Regions from separate parts of the Mus musculus genome. Here all the other regions are linked to region 1. A link is a contact called in public HiChIP or PLAC-seq and promoter capture Hi-C data. All regions are on one chromosome and are shown on one strand. Each heading gives the region's core, a stretch centred on a gene start, on an enhancer-like site or on the middle of the called end of the contact. The rest is flanking DNA. Distances are from core to core; before and after follow the strand shown. Region 1 overlaps 2210408F21Rik (RIKEN cDNA 2210408F21 gene). Region 2 overlaps Mkln1 (muskelin 1, intracellular mediator containing kelch motifs). Region 3 has its middle 13 kb from the start of Mir29b-1. Region 4 overlaps Mkln1 (muskelin 1, intracellular mediator containing kelch motifs).

Region 1 (3,191 bases), core at 666-3,165:
ATAAATACAGAACAAGGACTATAAATAAATGGTGTGTTCTAAGAGGTCGAATTGTAGTGTCGCCTCTGTGAAATTTCTCACATTCTCTGCTGGCCCGGGCTTAGGGAGCGGTGATACGGGCTTAGGACTTCTGTATCCACAGAGTGTGCCTTGACACAAAAATATGCATAATCCCTCCGTAGGGTACAATTTTCACAGGTTGATAGCAGCACAAGAAAGCTTCTGAAATAGAAGTGGGGTCTGAACGTATTTGTCCCCACGAGTCCTGGGTGATTGACATGCTAGTGTGCTTGGTGACTTTTGGGGGTTGGGTTGCTTAGATTACAATCAAATTTTAAGGTGACCATGGGGTGAAACACACACTATCAGGAAGACATGAAGCGGCTTTACTACTCAAATAAAATTAAATTCCAGGAAATAAAATCCTTAAAGGGGCTGGTTGAAGAGAAGAGAGAAGACAATACCTTATCATTAAAAATCGATCAGATACTTACTAAGTGCGTCTCTGAGGATTCCTTACGTTTCAGCCACTGGCAGTTCTTGGATTACACAATACTTTCACATGCATTATCTTATTTGATCTTCTCAACAAGTAGGGAGGCCAGAGAGGGATCTAAGGATGAGGAAATGGCATCTCAGACTTAAGTGCTCCTGAAGACGGCCACGGAGCACGGGCAGGTGTTAGGGGGGTTCCTCCAAATACTTTGTCCTCTGTCCCTCTGACCTCCACCAAGTACTGTGCCATATTGTCTGAACAGAGGACTCCAAAGGAGAAAGATTATGTTCTCAACCCTCAGGGAGTTTATGGTCAGTTGAGAAAATAGATTTGCTAAGCAGAAGACTTTAAATTGTTAATCTGCAATCTGGATAAAATAGGCTGTAAACACAGTTGAGCTATTTTAATGGGAAGGTAAAATGCTATAAACTCTACCCTGTGCCCTGAAAATGAATACAGATCAAATGGATGTTTCTAAAGTTTTCCAGCCAGGCCATCATTGTCTTTGGGAGAAATCCTCAGCAGGAGGCAAGCCTTGGGCTGGTACATGGGAGCATGAAGATACTTGGTGTTCGGAGATCTTACTGGCTTCTGTTGTGTTTCGTACTAATAACTAGAAGCCTATGGGAGGTCCTCTTGGCCACTGTTCGGCCCTTTAAACCATTAGAGAGGCTCCAGTTTTAAGGGGAAGATTACCTGCAGGGGTTTCCAACCATTACCTGCAGGGGTTTCCAACCTCTTGACATTGCAACATCAACATCAGCATCTACAATGTTGTAGGCCACATCTGTAGCTGTCTTGGATGCATATAACCTATGTTTGCCAAGCTCCTGATTGTCCCAGAAGCAAAATTCCATGCTGCGTCTCTGTTGTTGTCTTTTCAGCAGCACAGGCCTGTGCTGAGATGAGACAGCTGTGGTCCAATCACAGTGTGTCCCTGCTTTTGTCTGTCTCACTGCGAGGTACAGTGTCTGGGAGGCCCCGTGGGGACTTGCCAACGCTTCAGCGAGCAGCTGGCCATGGTGATTTTACAAAAAGTGCCTAGCCAGGTTCAGCAGCCTCTTAGACAGTTCCAAGATCGTCTTCCAGATGCTCGTTGGTAAAGAATCCGATGGAATAGGCCTGCCTAGGGATTATGCCATAAGGTTTTGTCTGCTGTCAGGGAGGTCTTAAACAAACCACCCTCTCCCGTTGCAGCATGTGGGCTGTTAGGCATCATGCTGAGTAAACATGTTAACAGGAAAACCATTGGAGGTCCCATCAGAGCAACCCACCTCTCTACACTGAGCACCTTCGAGCCCACGTGACACGAGCCTGTTGACGATTAAGCCCGAGTATGCAGCCATGCCCGTTGGACCACTCTTAGCCTCAGAGTTTCATTCTTTGACTTCCTCTTTGAGGATGGAAATGGATTTCTGCTGAGTCACTGCAGCCTTCCTTTCCTCCTGTGGTTGTAAACACAGCCTCTGGAACTGGCTCTATCGCACACTAGCTGTGCAACCTTGGGAAAGTTACCAGAGAATTCTTGACGCCTTCCGTTCCTGATATGTGGCACCTATAACAGCTACCTCAGAAAGTTACTGCCCGGTTTTGGCCCCGGGGAGAGCTGTGAACACTGTGTGAGATGTGTTCTGGGCTGTGTTATTGTTTGCTCTTTGCTGCTGTTCCTCTTGCTGCCTGTTCCGAGTCTGTTCCGGGTACCGCAAGAATGAGAAGATAAAGTAGGTGCCCTCAGTGGGTATACAGTATATATGATAAATCACCGTGCATCTTCTTTGCTCAACAGGTGGGAGGAAGTCACAGCATCTACTTCTGAATCTGTGCTTGCCTTGAGGAAAAACGGCATGGCACAGGAATGTGGACGCTTTCAACCAGAGGATTCTGTACGACGGTGTCGGCACACAGTAAGTGCCGAGCACCATAGAAACGGTTTTTCCGCTTTAATTGTTAGGCTGGCAGAATGAGTGCTGAGACCGAGCATGTGGCCGGAGGTTGAGGGCGAGGAGGTGGTGGTGCTCCTGGGGACGTCTTCCAAGAGGCAGTATCCTTGAGCTCGGCTCTGATCAGTGAGTAGGCGTTAGCCAGTAAGAGAAGAGGGCTAAGAGTGTTCCAGGCAGAAGGAACATTGTGTGCAGAGTTAGGGAGGCGTGAAACAGCACAATACACTCGGGGAACTCCAAGCAGGCAGAAGTACGAGTGGCGCCCCATCCTTACTGAGACATACAGCGTGCGTTTGTTAAATTAGTATTAGAGATTGGAGGCTGGGAAATGTAACGTTGCTTGATCATTCGGGCCTGTAGCATTAAGGAGGAACAACCATTGAGGAGGAAGTGGCTAAGAGGCTTTTAATTGTTCCCTGTATACGTGCTCAGTGCTGTCTTGGATCTGCATCAACCACTCCTTTTTTTTTTTAACCCCCTTTCCTTTTTTTTTAATTTTATTTTTTATTTATTTATCTTTTTGCTTTTTTTTTTTTTCCAAAATTGAGATAAATTTTCATGTAGCCCAGGCTGGTCTCATATTTCCTGTGTAACCAAAGATACCCTTGACTTCTGTCTTCCCTGCTTTTACCTCCAAAGTGCTGAGATTACAGGCCTATGCCAGCATGCCCAGTTTTATGCGGTCATGGGGTTCTAGTCTTGGCCTTTGTGCAAACTAGGGCAAGCGTTCTATCCACTAAACCGTATCCTCAGCC
Region 2 (3,163 bases), core at 160-2,659, 200 kb after region 1:
GAGTGAAGCAGCCAGATCATCGGAGCTTGCTCAGCAGTCTAGCTGCCTCAGTGGGATCCTGTCTCAGATAATCGTAAGGGAGAGAACAATAGAAGAAAACATCCCTGTGTTGACCTCTAGCCTCCACAGGCACCAACAAGCACATGTATTTGCACGCGCGCACACACACACACACACACACACACACCTTACCACCCCACCTTAACCCCCACAAACACTTACCACCCCACACCTTAACACCCCCCCCAACACACACACATCTATATCCACACACACAAATACATATGTTGTTGTTGTCATTTATGGGCACTATGTTAGAGTAACCCTCTTTTAATTAAAGTTGTTTACATAGAAGAGGAAAAAGACTGGTCTGGTGAGATGGCTCGGTGGATAAAGTCCTTGTGATGCACACCAGGTGGTCTGAGTTCTATCCTGGGATCTTATGATGGAAGGAGAACTGTGTCCTAGAAGTTACCCTCTGACTTCTTGCAGACATAATGTATGACAAGTAGCCTATCTACTCACACACAATTGAAATAAAAATCTCAAAGAAGAAAAGTTATTTTCTTTAAAACGTAACACTAAAGGAGAAAATGTAGAGTCATTTGGCTCTCAGGATCTGTACTCATACCCTCCTTACTGGAGTTCAGGCTAGAGGTTTGTTTGCTGTGTTCTGTTCTTTGTGACTACCAGTAAAATGGACAGTCTTACAACCTAGTCTCTGATTCATTGGCCAGGGCTACAGACCTGCAACCCTAGAGTTTTCCCAACCGTAAAGAACAAAGTAAATGGAAGATGTGGAAATAAATATTTGAAAATTTCTGCAGACCCAAAACACTGATCTTCAGATTGTAAATGGCCCTCTACAAATAAAATAAAATAAAATGAAGTTAAATTTCAGAAAACCAAAAGGTCTCCTTGCCAGATCATCAAGGCAGATCATTGTGTATTAAGGTGCATTTTTGTATTCTGTTAGAAAGAGGACCTCCTAAACTCTCCTAGAACAAAATGAGTTGCACTCAAGGAAACAGGACTTAGAAGGACATAGAAACTCTCAGTGCCATTAGATACTACAAGATAAAGAAAATTCTTGGAAAAGTTACTAAACTGGAGATACTTTTGTAGCCAAAATGGTGAAGAAAAAAGGGAAGTTATTTTTAGATCTACTGGGTAAATCCATGTTTACGCTCTAGACCTACCTCTTAGCAGTTTAAACAGTTGCAGAATCATCTCTCTAAGCACAAGAAGTCCAGAGTAGACCATGAGCGCTGATGCAGTGATTCAGCCCCCAGGTTCCCTCCTGTGCTGCACTGTCTTTAGTAAAAGTGGTAGCTATCTGGAGACAAGTTCAAACATGCCTTTCCTTCCAAAGGTGGCCGGCAGGGATTGCAAAATTTGTCCTGACAACTCCCAGTGGGATTCTGCTTAGATTTCATTGGCTAGAACTGTGAAACCAGGGTTCACTAGAGAGTCTGGGGAAGCATGTGTTTCGGGTATGAAGCAAAAAGGGTTGGAAATAGCAGTTATCTCAAGATAGGAAACTGATAGAACTTTTATGTACTATTTTTTTAGAAAGATACTTTATATACTAACAAAACAATAAGTATCAAAAGAGAAAACACAGAAGCTTTAAAAAAAAAAAAAAAAGAAGAAAATCCAACATAGAAAAACAAAGGGGGATTTCCAAGATGTGGCCCAGTGAGCACCAGTGTGGCACAGGGGTTCTAGATCAAAGTAGGCTTTTAAAGATTTATTAATTGATTGTATCCATGCATGTGCTCAGGGCCTAAGCTTCATGCCAGCCGCAGCAGCTGTAGTTATTTCGACCTTACTGTATGCTAGATTATCTTTTATTGATGGTAAGATCCTGATAATAATTGAACATAATTCAACTACATGGTGATAGAGCCAAGACTAAAGATTTCACTGCACTGCACCACTTCCCAAAACTGAACAAAAGTCTCACAGAGTAATAATAGTGGAAACAAAGCTACTTAAAAAATTTTTATTGTAATAAATTTAATGGTTATAATCTGAAAACATTTAAATTTGTAACAATTATATAGTCATTTGCAACATTGTTATCTTTAATCAGTTATGACTACCATTGTGACACTTCTCTTGTGCCTTTTTTGTTGTAACTACAAAGGTAATAATCTCATGGTTGAGATTCTAAAACAATAACAACAACAAAACCCAGAATGATACAAAACAATCCAACTATTCAGAGATAATCTATTAACATTTTGATGTATCACTTCCTAATCTTTAAAAAGGGTGATTGTATCCAGTTTTGTTTTCTGACATTTTAAATTTTACATAGGTTTCTTTTGGTGATGATTTTTCCTTTATCATAGTTTTATTGCTATGAACTTAAAGTAATAGAAAGGCAAGTTGTCTCATTCACTAGTTATTGCATTTGTCAGTTCTTCCAAAATTAAAATTACATGTTTGCTGTGTATTAATTTTTAATTGGTTTACAGGGAATTAACCACACAAAGCATGCAAATCCATTCATTAATTTAACAGCATTTGCCGGGCGTGGTCTAGCACTCGGGAGGCAGAGGCAGGCGAATTTCTGAGTTCGAGGTCAACCTGGTCTACAAAGTGAGTTCCAGGACAGCCAGGGCTACACAGAGAAACCCTGTCTCGAAAAAAAAAATTAGCAGCATTTGTTGATTGTTTACTAGCATTTAAGGTTTATTAGACCCCCTCTCTTCAAATAGTTCATTGACTTCCATTTTCCAAAGATTGTTTTAAGCACTAAGGATCTACATGAGGACCCCAGGGATTAAGCTAACTCAAAAAGTTCGTATTCCAGTGAAGACTGGCTGCAGTTGCATCCTTAGTGCTGTGAAGAAAAGAAGTTGTATGCTTTGCTAATGTGTAGCATGAGAGAGGCACCCTTAATACACTGTAGTTTGGGAAAGCATCTCTGAGGAGGGAATGTTTACGACTGGAAATGAGGAGGAGAGAATTAGAACCACCAAACAATGATTTTTCTTCCTCCTGAATAAGTTATTGTAAGGTTTCATTTCTGGGTCTAGGTTGGATTTCTTTTGAGGATATCTCTGTTAAGTATGCATTTTCAAAGTGGCTGATTTTTACAATGATCCTAAGAATTTCATTGCTCAAAAAGTTCCAAACTAGAATATTTATTGTA
Region 3 (3,201 bases), core at 75-2,574, 210 kb before region 1:
GAGGCTCAGAGGAAGTAGCTGGAGGCTTTACTGTGGCCTTGGGGCTGTTTATATAAAAATGTAAGGAACCGGTTCGACGAGGAAGGGAGATGGGTGGGAAGGGCGGACTAAAGTACACATGCCATCAGCTGCAGTCTATCCGAAGCTTGGAGTCCAAAATCTTTTTACGAAGGTTAAACCTTTACCAGGTGTGAAGTGCGACAGCTGTGTGAGGGGGACAGGCTGCAGGATGGGTCTGGAGTGAGGCCCTTTATAGGAGAAAGGCATCTTTTATAGGCACCTTCTATAGGTATTTTGTTTAACTGCCACCACATTCCCTTAGCCATCAATCATAAGCTGCCTTGTGACACTCTCTTCTTTGTTGTCACTCTCCCGAATGTCTCCCTACTGTGTGCCCCAAACTCTACTGATGGGTCCTGTGGTGGAGCCACATGAGGCCTTATCCTCAGAGCAGTTCAACTGAACCCGTCCAGAACCCCCAGCAAGTGCTTCTGCTGCAGAGCGAATCAAATGCGCGCACCACCACCCAGTTGCTACTAAGCCTTCAAGTCTGGGTAGAGACCACAGGTAGGTCTCAAGAGTCACTGAAGGGGTTTGAACAAGGAGAAGTTTCAAACAGAGGAGCCTTCCAGTAGTGGGGGGAAAATAGACACCTCCTGTGCAATGCTGTGGTGAAGAGGTTTGGGAGTGCAGCTCTTCAGATAGCTTCAGCAACCCACCCCCACTCCCAGCCAGTCTCTCAGCGCCATGAGCACCCCCTAAGTTTGCTTCAAAGGAGACCTCTTCCCTTTATGCCTCCCCATAGCCAGTGAGCAATGGTCAGATGCCAGGGCGATCCTATTACATAGGGGCCCAGAGACAAAAGGCAGTCTCTACTTTCAAGTTAGCTTGTGGAGAAGAAAAACATCTGATTATAATACAGTTGTTAAATCCTCTCAAGTTTCCCCCCTCCCTATTCTCCTTCCAGCCTTTTGGCTTTCTGTTTCTTTCTTTTTCTTCCAAAAAAGGAGCTGAGGCATGCTGAGGGAAGTGAGCCAGGCCTGCTGAGAGGGAAGCCGGGGCAAGGGGAGGTGGTACCTGAGATGACTTTCAGAGGTGTGGTCATCAGCCAGGTAGGTGGGAGGGAGAGCACTGTAGGGCAGAGGGGCCTGGCAGCTCTCCCGGGAGCTGGACGAGAGCCTGTAACCCTGGGAGCCAGGAAAGAGCCCATGTGCCTGGAGCAATGTAGGAGGGGGCATGGAAAGTGACTCCCAAGTCGAAGAGGCGAGAATGCTGATTATGTATATGACAAAGCAGAAATGCTAAGTATGTAGGCTGGACCGATGTGTGTAGAGTGAGTGTGTCAGAGGTCACTGCTAAAGCATCCCTTCACAGAGCACGAAGCGAGTTACACGTTGCTTCGTGCTGGCCACCAGGTGGCGGCCTCATACAGCCAATGCTGTGGAAAACCAGAGCCATCTAAACTGGAGGGAATGGTGCTCCCACCCACTAAAGGGCAGAACTCCATCAGCTCCAATGCCAGAGAGGATATACAAGCTCACTACACAAACACTTCTCTCCTACTGAAAACCCAGCAGAATCCCTGGGCAGTCAGTGGGTCTGGGGTGAGGAGTCTGAGCAGCAGCAGCAGCAACAGCAGGGCTAGGCCTGTAGGAAATCCCCCAAAGCAGGAAACAATAGAGGCTCACAGGGAGTTCCAATGAGAGGTCACCTCCAGGAGAGGCAAGCAGGTAGAGGCTGGGTCTGACTCCACCCCTTTTGGCTCAGGGCACAACATTCAGGTGGGTGAAGCCAACTTTTCAAGCCCACCTCTATTCCTCACCACCGTCGAGAGGCTGCCTCCTATGCAATAACTTGGACCCAGGGTGGCCCCTTCTCCCCCTCCCCCCCCCTGTGATGAAGGATGCCTTCCTTCTTCATGTAGAGGAGGAGGAGAAAAAGGAAGGACTTAATACCCTACCTGGGCTCCCCAGTCCCAGCACCCCCCCCCCCCCGCCTCCCCAGCATTGTCCTCTCATGGTCTGGATCTCTTAAGAGAACATTCTAGTTATTTTGGTATCTGTCACTTGGCAACGGTCTGGAGAGGGAGAGGACAGTAACTGAACTCCAGGCCTGGGACAGGCATCCGTGACTTAGCCTTTCTAGAAAGGCCAATCAGCATGCAGGCCTTTCACACACACAACCAGATCTATGTGCACCTTGGAGGGCTTCTAGCACGTCACAGAGGGGGAACAACCAAAAAGATCATGTGTGTGTGACTCGGATGTGCTCAGAGCTTAGTCTGGAGGCAGCGGGGCTGTGAATCCCACCTGTGGGGAGAGGTGGGCAGTCAGGAGAGAGGCAGGGCTTAGAGCTTCCTGGTCCTGTTCCAGCACCACTCTCTACAGTACCACAGGCCGGGGTCGCCAGAAGGCCGGCAGGGCCAACCACTCTGCAAATAAAAAAGGGTAGTAAAACCCTAGGGTGGGAATTTATGCTTTCTGGTTACTTGCAAGAACCCTCTCACCATCGCAAGTGACTCCAGAGACTGCCCACAGGTCCCAGGGAGAGCCCACATAAATCACCTAAGAGGTTGTACTTGTACTCGAATAAAGTTTTAATTAACGCTCCTTGTTGGTTCAATCAGTGCACCCAAAGTATTGAGCAGGCCCATCATTCCCATGTCAGGGCCTCACAGCAGACAAGAGGAATGAATGGGAAGGGACCAATGGAAACAGGAGTCCTCCAGCTCAGAGGGTTTGTGGGGTAAACCACAGCTCTGCAAAAGGGCATCTGGTCACACCACAACTTGGCAGAATGGAGGGATGCTGGACGCCACGCCCACACATGTGGGTGTGTGCACTGCTTCCCCCTCACCTTAACAACGCACACTCCTTTCGTGTGTCTGAAACGGTAGATAGCACACATTCGAGTGAAGAGCACTCTCATTGGAACTAAAGGAGGGGGAGGAATCAGTTTCACAGCAGGCCTGATCGGCTAAAAATACCCCCAACTCCTCAAACTTCCCCTTGTCTGGCTGTGGCCCCAGACGCAAGCTCAGCACAGCCTCCCAGTTACAACCTGGTGCAGGGCTGCTCACCGCCCCTTCTCATTGGATACTGAAAAACTATTCTCACCTTGGACATTAGAACAAAGGCACTGTTTAAAAACTGTGGTTAAGACAAGTGCTTTAGAGCAGCACCTCAGGAAATCTCTAAAATG
Region 4 (3,614 bases), core at 970-3,469, 130 kb after region 1:
TTTCCTGTTTCCACTGTTGCTGGAAAGAAGTGGCAGGGACTGGGGGCCTAGGAAATAGGTTGGGCATTGAAGCCAGGAATGGAAGCCACTCTGCTGGTGGCAATGGAACTCCTGTTATTTCCTAGCTGCTGCCAGCCAGGCCACTATTGCCTCCTTGTCAAGGTTGTCCAGCACCCTGACTCTGAGCAAGAAAGGACAGCTAAACCCACAAAACCCCAAACTGCCATGCTTGGTGATCTGTAAGTTCTGTTTTACATTTGTTTGTTTGTTTTGTTTTTCCCTTCCTCTTGCTTACCCTAGCTAGAGGTTTGCCGTTTTTTTTGTTTGTTTGTTTGTTTTGTTTTTAAGGACTCAATCTCTGGCTTCATTCTTTTTCCTAGTTCTCATTTTTAGTTTGATTTCTACTGTAATTTTTGCTTTACTTTTTATTTATTGTGATATTCATGGTTACATTTCTTTTTTTGTCCTAGCTCCTTAGGGTGGAAGCTTAGGTGATTGATTTTACAATTTTCCTAATTTCCTTGTACGTATTTAACACGTCTGCTAAGTGTTATTTTTATGGTATTGCACCGTTTCCGTAAGTTTCGTTCTTTTTAAAAAAAAATTAGTCTAGTTCGATTTATTTCTGTGTTTACCCTGAGGCTTCCTTGATTTGTGTATTATATGGAACTGTGTTGTATATGCTAACTATTTTAAGATTTTTCTAACTGTCTTGTATGAATGATTCTAATTTAATCCCATTGAGGTCTGTGAGCTGTTCCTGTTACTGACACGTTTTCCTGTGGTAGTGAGTGCTCCTGTGTGAGTTGAGGAGAATGCTCTTTGCTGTTGGTGAGTGTTCTGTGTATGTCAGTTACATCCAGTTGATTGATAGTGCTTTTTAGCTCATTGGTGTTCTGAGTTTCTGCCTCCTGAATCTGTCAGTTGCTCAAAGTGAGAGGCTGGGAATCTGCAATTATAATAGTGCTTCTTGCAATTCTGACAATTTTTTCCTCAAGTATTTTGACACTTTTTTTTGTTTGGTACAGTCACATTAAGAGTTGTGTCTTCTTGAGGAATTGACACATTTCATCAATGCCCCTCTGTCCCTAATGATTTCCCCTTCTTAAGTAAGCCTGATTTGGATCTGGCTGGTCTGCCTTCTATTTAAAACATGCTGCATCTTCATCTGTTTTTTTTTCACATTCACATGTCCTTTATTTATTTATTTATTTATTTCATTTTTTTTCGATTTTTCATTAGATATTTTCTTCATTTACATTTCAAATGCTATCCCGAAAGTCCCCTATACCCTCTCCCTGCCCTGCTCCCCATGTCCTTTATTTTTATGTGGGTTTCTCATAGGTGATGTATTTGAGCAGTTGTTTTTCTCATCCATTCCAATATTCTCTTTAAGTTGGTTTATTTCAGCCATTTACTTACAAACTGATTATTGATATAATTGGATTGATATCTGCCATATGTAAAACTGTTTTCCATTTCATACACTTGTTTCTTGCATCTTTTTTTTTTCTATCTCTGATTTGAAATGAGCCTCCAGTGTGACTTTATTTTCTTTTACATATTAATTGCATTTCTCTTAAACTCTTTAGTGCTTGTGTTAATACAAGAGTATATTTTGTACACGTCTAGAGGGCTAGAGTCCACAATGGCTGGGACTGCCTGGAAGCAGGTGGCAGGGACAGGAAGCTGAAAACTCATACCTTGAACTGTAAGCTTGAAACTGGGAGAGCAACTAGAAGCAGGCAAGGCTTTTTATTCTCATAGCCGTCCTCCAGTGACACACTTCCCCCAGGAAGGCTGCACCACCTAAACTGCCTCAAATAGTGCCGTCCACTGGGGCTGGGCTGAAATGCCCGAGACGGTAGATTTAGATTTTCTCATCCAAACCATCACACTGCTTAGCCTAAAGTTTGTTAAATACGTTTATAACTAATCTAACTCTAGCTTTAAATAATAGTAAACTGCTTATGAGTGGTATTGACACTGATTTTCAGAATATATTTTATTCCTTTCTTGTTTGACTGTACCAGAGGGCCATAGATTAGGTGGTTTGTAATAGGAAATGTATTGGATTACAGTTTTAGAAGCTGAGCTATTCAAGATTCAGGAATTAACATCTGGGAAAAAGATCTTTTGTGGGAAGCATCCCATGGCAGAAGGGTAGGGAAGGAAGTGAGGGTGACAGAGAACTCTCCTTATCCTTCCTGAATGAGCTCAGTCTTGGTATGCAGGATATGTGACAAGATCAAAACAGTCAGGCGTCTACTTTACCACTGCTCATCTTGGGAAGTTCCCCGAACCAAAAATGATATTGATTCTTTGGTAGTTTCATACCTGTGTGCATTGATCTTACACACCCCAACATGCCAACATGCTCCCAACATGTTCTCTTCCCATCTTTATACCTTCTCCTTTTTAAAGAAACAAAACAAAACAACAACAACAACAACGAAACCCTTACTGAGTCCAGGTAGTAGTACCAACTAGAATATGGACTGATGTGCTTGATTCTGTGCAGATAATCAGGTAATCATCATTGCAGTGAGTTCATGGGTGTAGCAGCCATGTCATGCCCAGCAGACTGCATTTCACAGGTTTCCACCCCATCCTTCAACTTGTACATTCTTTCTACCCTTTCTTTACTGTGTTGCTGGAGCTTGGCAGAGAGGGGAATAGTTGTCCCACTTGAATACTTGACAGTCACTTTTTCTCAGTACTTTGACCTAGTTATGAATCTTTGAATTAATTGTTGCTTCCTATAGAATCAGCTTCTCTGGTCAGGGTTGAGAGCAACACTCATCTGTGGGCATAAGCCAATATCTAGAAGGCATTTTGGTATGGGTTGCCCCACCCCTCACAGCCACCCCCATGGCCTGTGACCTCCAGATCCCTGGATTTTTGACCAGGTTTACAGTGCCAGTCAGGGCTTAGAGCCAACCAGAAAGTGGTTGGTTATTCCATAATCTTCACTCCATCACTGTACTCCATCACTGTAAGAAGTGGTGGGCACTTCTTACCTAGTGCGTTAGTATTGTCATGTCCAGGATTCATTGCTGGGTCATCCCATTGATGACTTGCCTTGCCTACCTGCCTGTGTAGCACCTTTCAGCATTACGGACATTAGCTGTCTGTGAGGAAGTTTTTCAGGTCAATTCCGGTTGGATTTCTGTATGCCCTACAATCAGAATGTGTGCTGAGGAGCAGTGGATCTAGTTCTTGTGGGCATGAAGAGCAGTGGCAATATTGTTTGAGGGGGCATATGGGACATTTTTGATGTATAACTTATAAGGAAGTATCCCACTCCTGCTACTAAGATTTTCATTTAATAACCCATGTCTTCTGAGGAAATTATTGCTCACCCACACAGGGAACTGTGTTCAAATACCTTTACCTTCTTTTTAATAGCTCACAAAGTAGTGGAGGATCTTTAATACATCCTTAGTTTTGATGGTGCTTGTCTCTTCTCCATCCACCCACTATGCCTGCCCCACTTAAACCTCCAACCCCGAGTATTCCCCCTCTACTTTCAAATCACAAATCAAGATTGGATTTCTTTCCCCTCCCCTTTCAATACTTGAAATAGTTCCTTTATTTGCCTGTGGAGTTTTTGA

The links. HiChIP or PLAC-seq counts read pairs in DNA pulled down with a chosen protein or histone mark. Capture Hi-C pulls out chosen DNA fragments and counts their contacts.
Region 2: a promoter capture Hi-C map of adipose tissue shows a contact between it and region 1. The contact joins two enhancer-like sites. A contact is called at or near these places in 2 of 9 other capture datasets (adipose tissue and pancreatic islet).
Region 3: an H3K27ac HiChIP or PLAC-seq map of heart atrium shows a contact between it and region 1, with 6 read pairs. The contact joins two enhancer-like sites. A contact is called at or near these places in 4 of 484 Hi-C or Micro-C datasets (the HL-1 cell line, mammary gland, muscle stem cells and 1 more) and 4 of 115 datasets of contacts at active chromatin or transcription factors (CD8 T cells, extraembryonic endoderm stem cells, heart atrium and 1 more).
Region 4: an H3K4me3 HiChIP or PLAC-seq map of bone marrow-derived macrophages shows a contact between it and region 1, with 5 times the contacts expected there. The contact joins two enhancer-like sites. A contact is called at or near these places in 1 of 484 Hi-C or Micro-C datasets (bone marrow-derived macrophages) and 7 of 115 datasets of contacts at active chromatin or transcription factors (CD8 T cells, bone marrow-derived macrophages, embryonic midbrain and 3 more).

Annotation. Positions count from the first base shown.
Region 1 is chr6:31,282,721-31,285,911 of GRCm38.p6, forward strand. The region is part of intron 2 of 2210408F21Rik (RIKEN cDNA 2210408F21 gene); the gene reads left to right. Among named protein-coding and RNA genes, the nearest start is that of Gm38782, 41 kb to the left of the region's middle. Within about 2 kb of position 1,916, at least 87 of the 459 cell types and tissues checked have an H3K27ac peak or open chromatin away from gene starts, as enhancers often do. A contact at or near this core is called in adipose tissue, bone marrow-derived macrophages, heart atrium and 1 more, where this site is marked.
Region 2 is chr6:31,478,847-31,482,009 of GRCm38.p6, forward strand. All of the region lies in intron 12 of Mkln1 (muskelin 1, intracellular mediator containing kelch motifs), which reads left to right. Among named protein-coding and RNA genes, the nearest start is that of Mkln1, 82 kb to the left of the region's middle. Within about 2 kb of position 1,410, at least 26 of the 459 cell types and tissues checked have an H3K27ac peak or open chromatin away from gene starts, as enhancers often do. A contact at or near this core is called in adipose tissue, where this site is marked.
Region 3 is chr6:31,074,522-31,077,722 of GRCm38.p6, forward strand. No RefSeq gene overlaps it. Among named protein-coding and RNA genes, the nearest start is that of Mir29b-1, 13 kb to the left of the region's middle. Within about 2 kb of position 1,325, at least 145 of the 459 cell types and tissues checked have an H3K27ac peak or open chromatin away from gene starts, as enhancers often do. A contact at or near this core is called in heart atrium and muscle stem cells, where this site is marked.
Region 4 is chr6:31,413,667-31,417,280 of GRCm38.p6, forward strand. The region is part of intron 1 of Mkln1 (muskelin 1, intracellular mediator containing kelch motifs); the gene reads left to right. Among named protein-coding and RNA genes, the nearest start is that of Mkln1, 17 kb to the left of the region's middle. Within about 2 kb of position 2,220, at least 5 of the 459 cell types and tissues checked have an H3K27ac peak or open chromatin away from gene starts, as enhancers often do. A contact at or near this core is called in bone marrow-derived macrophages, where this site is marked.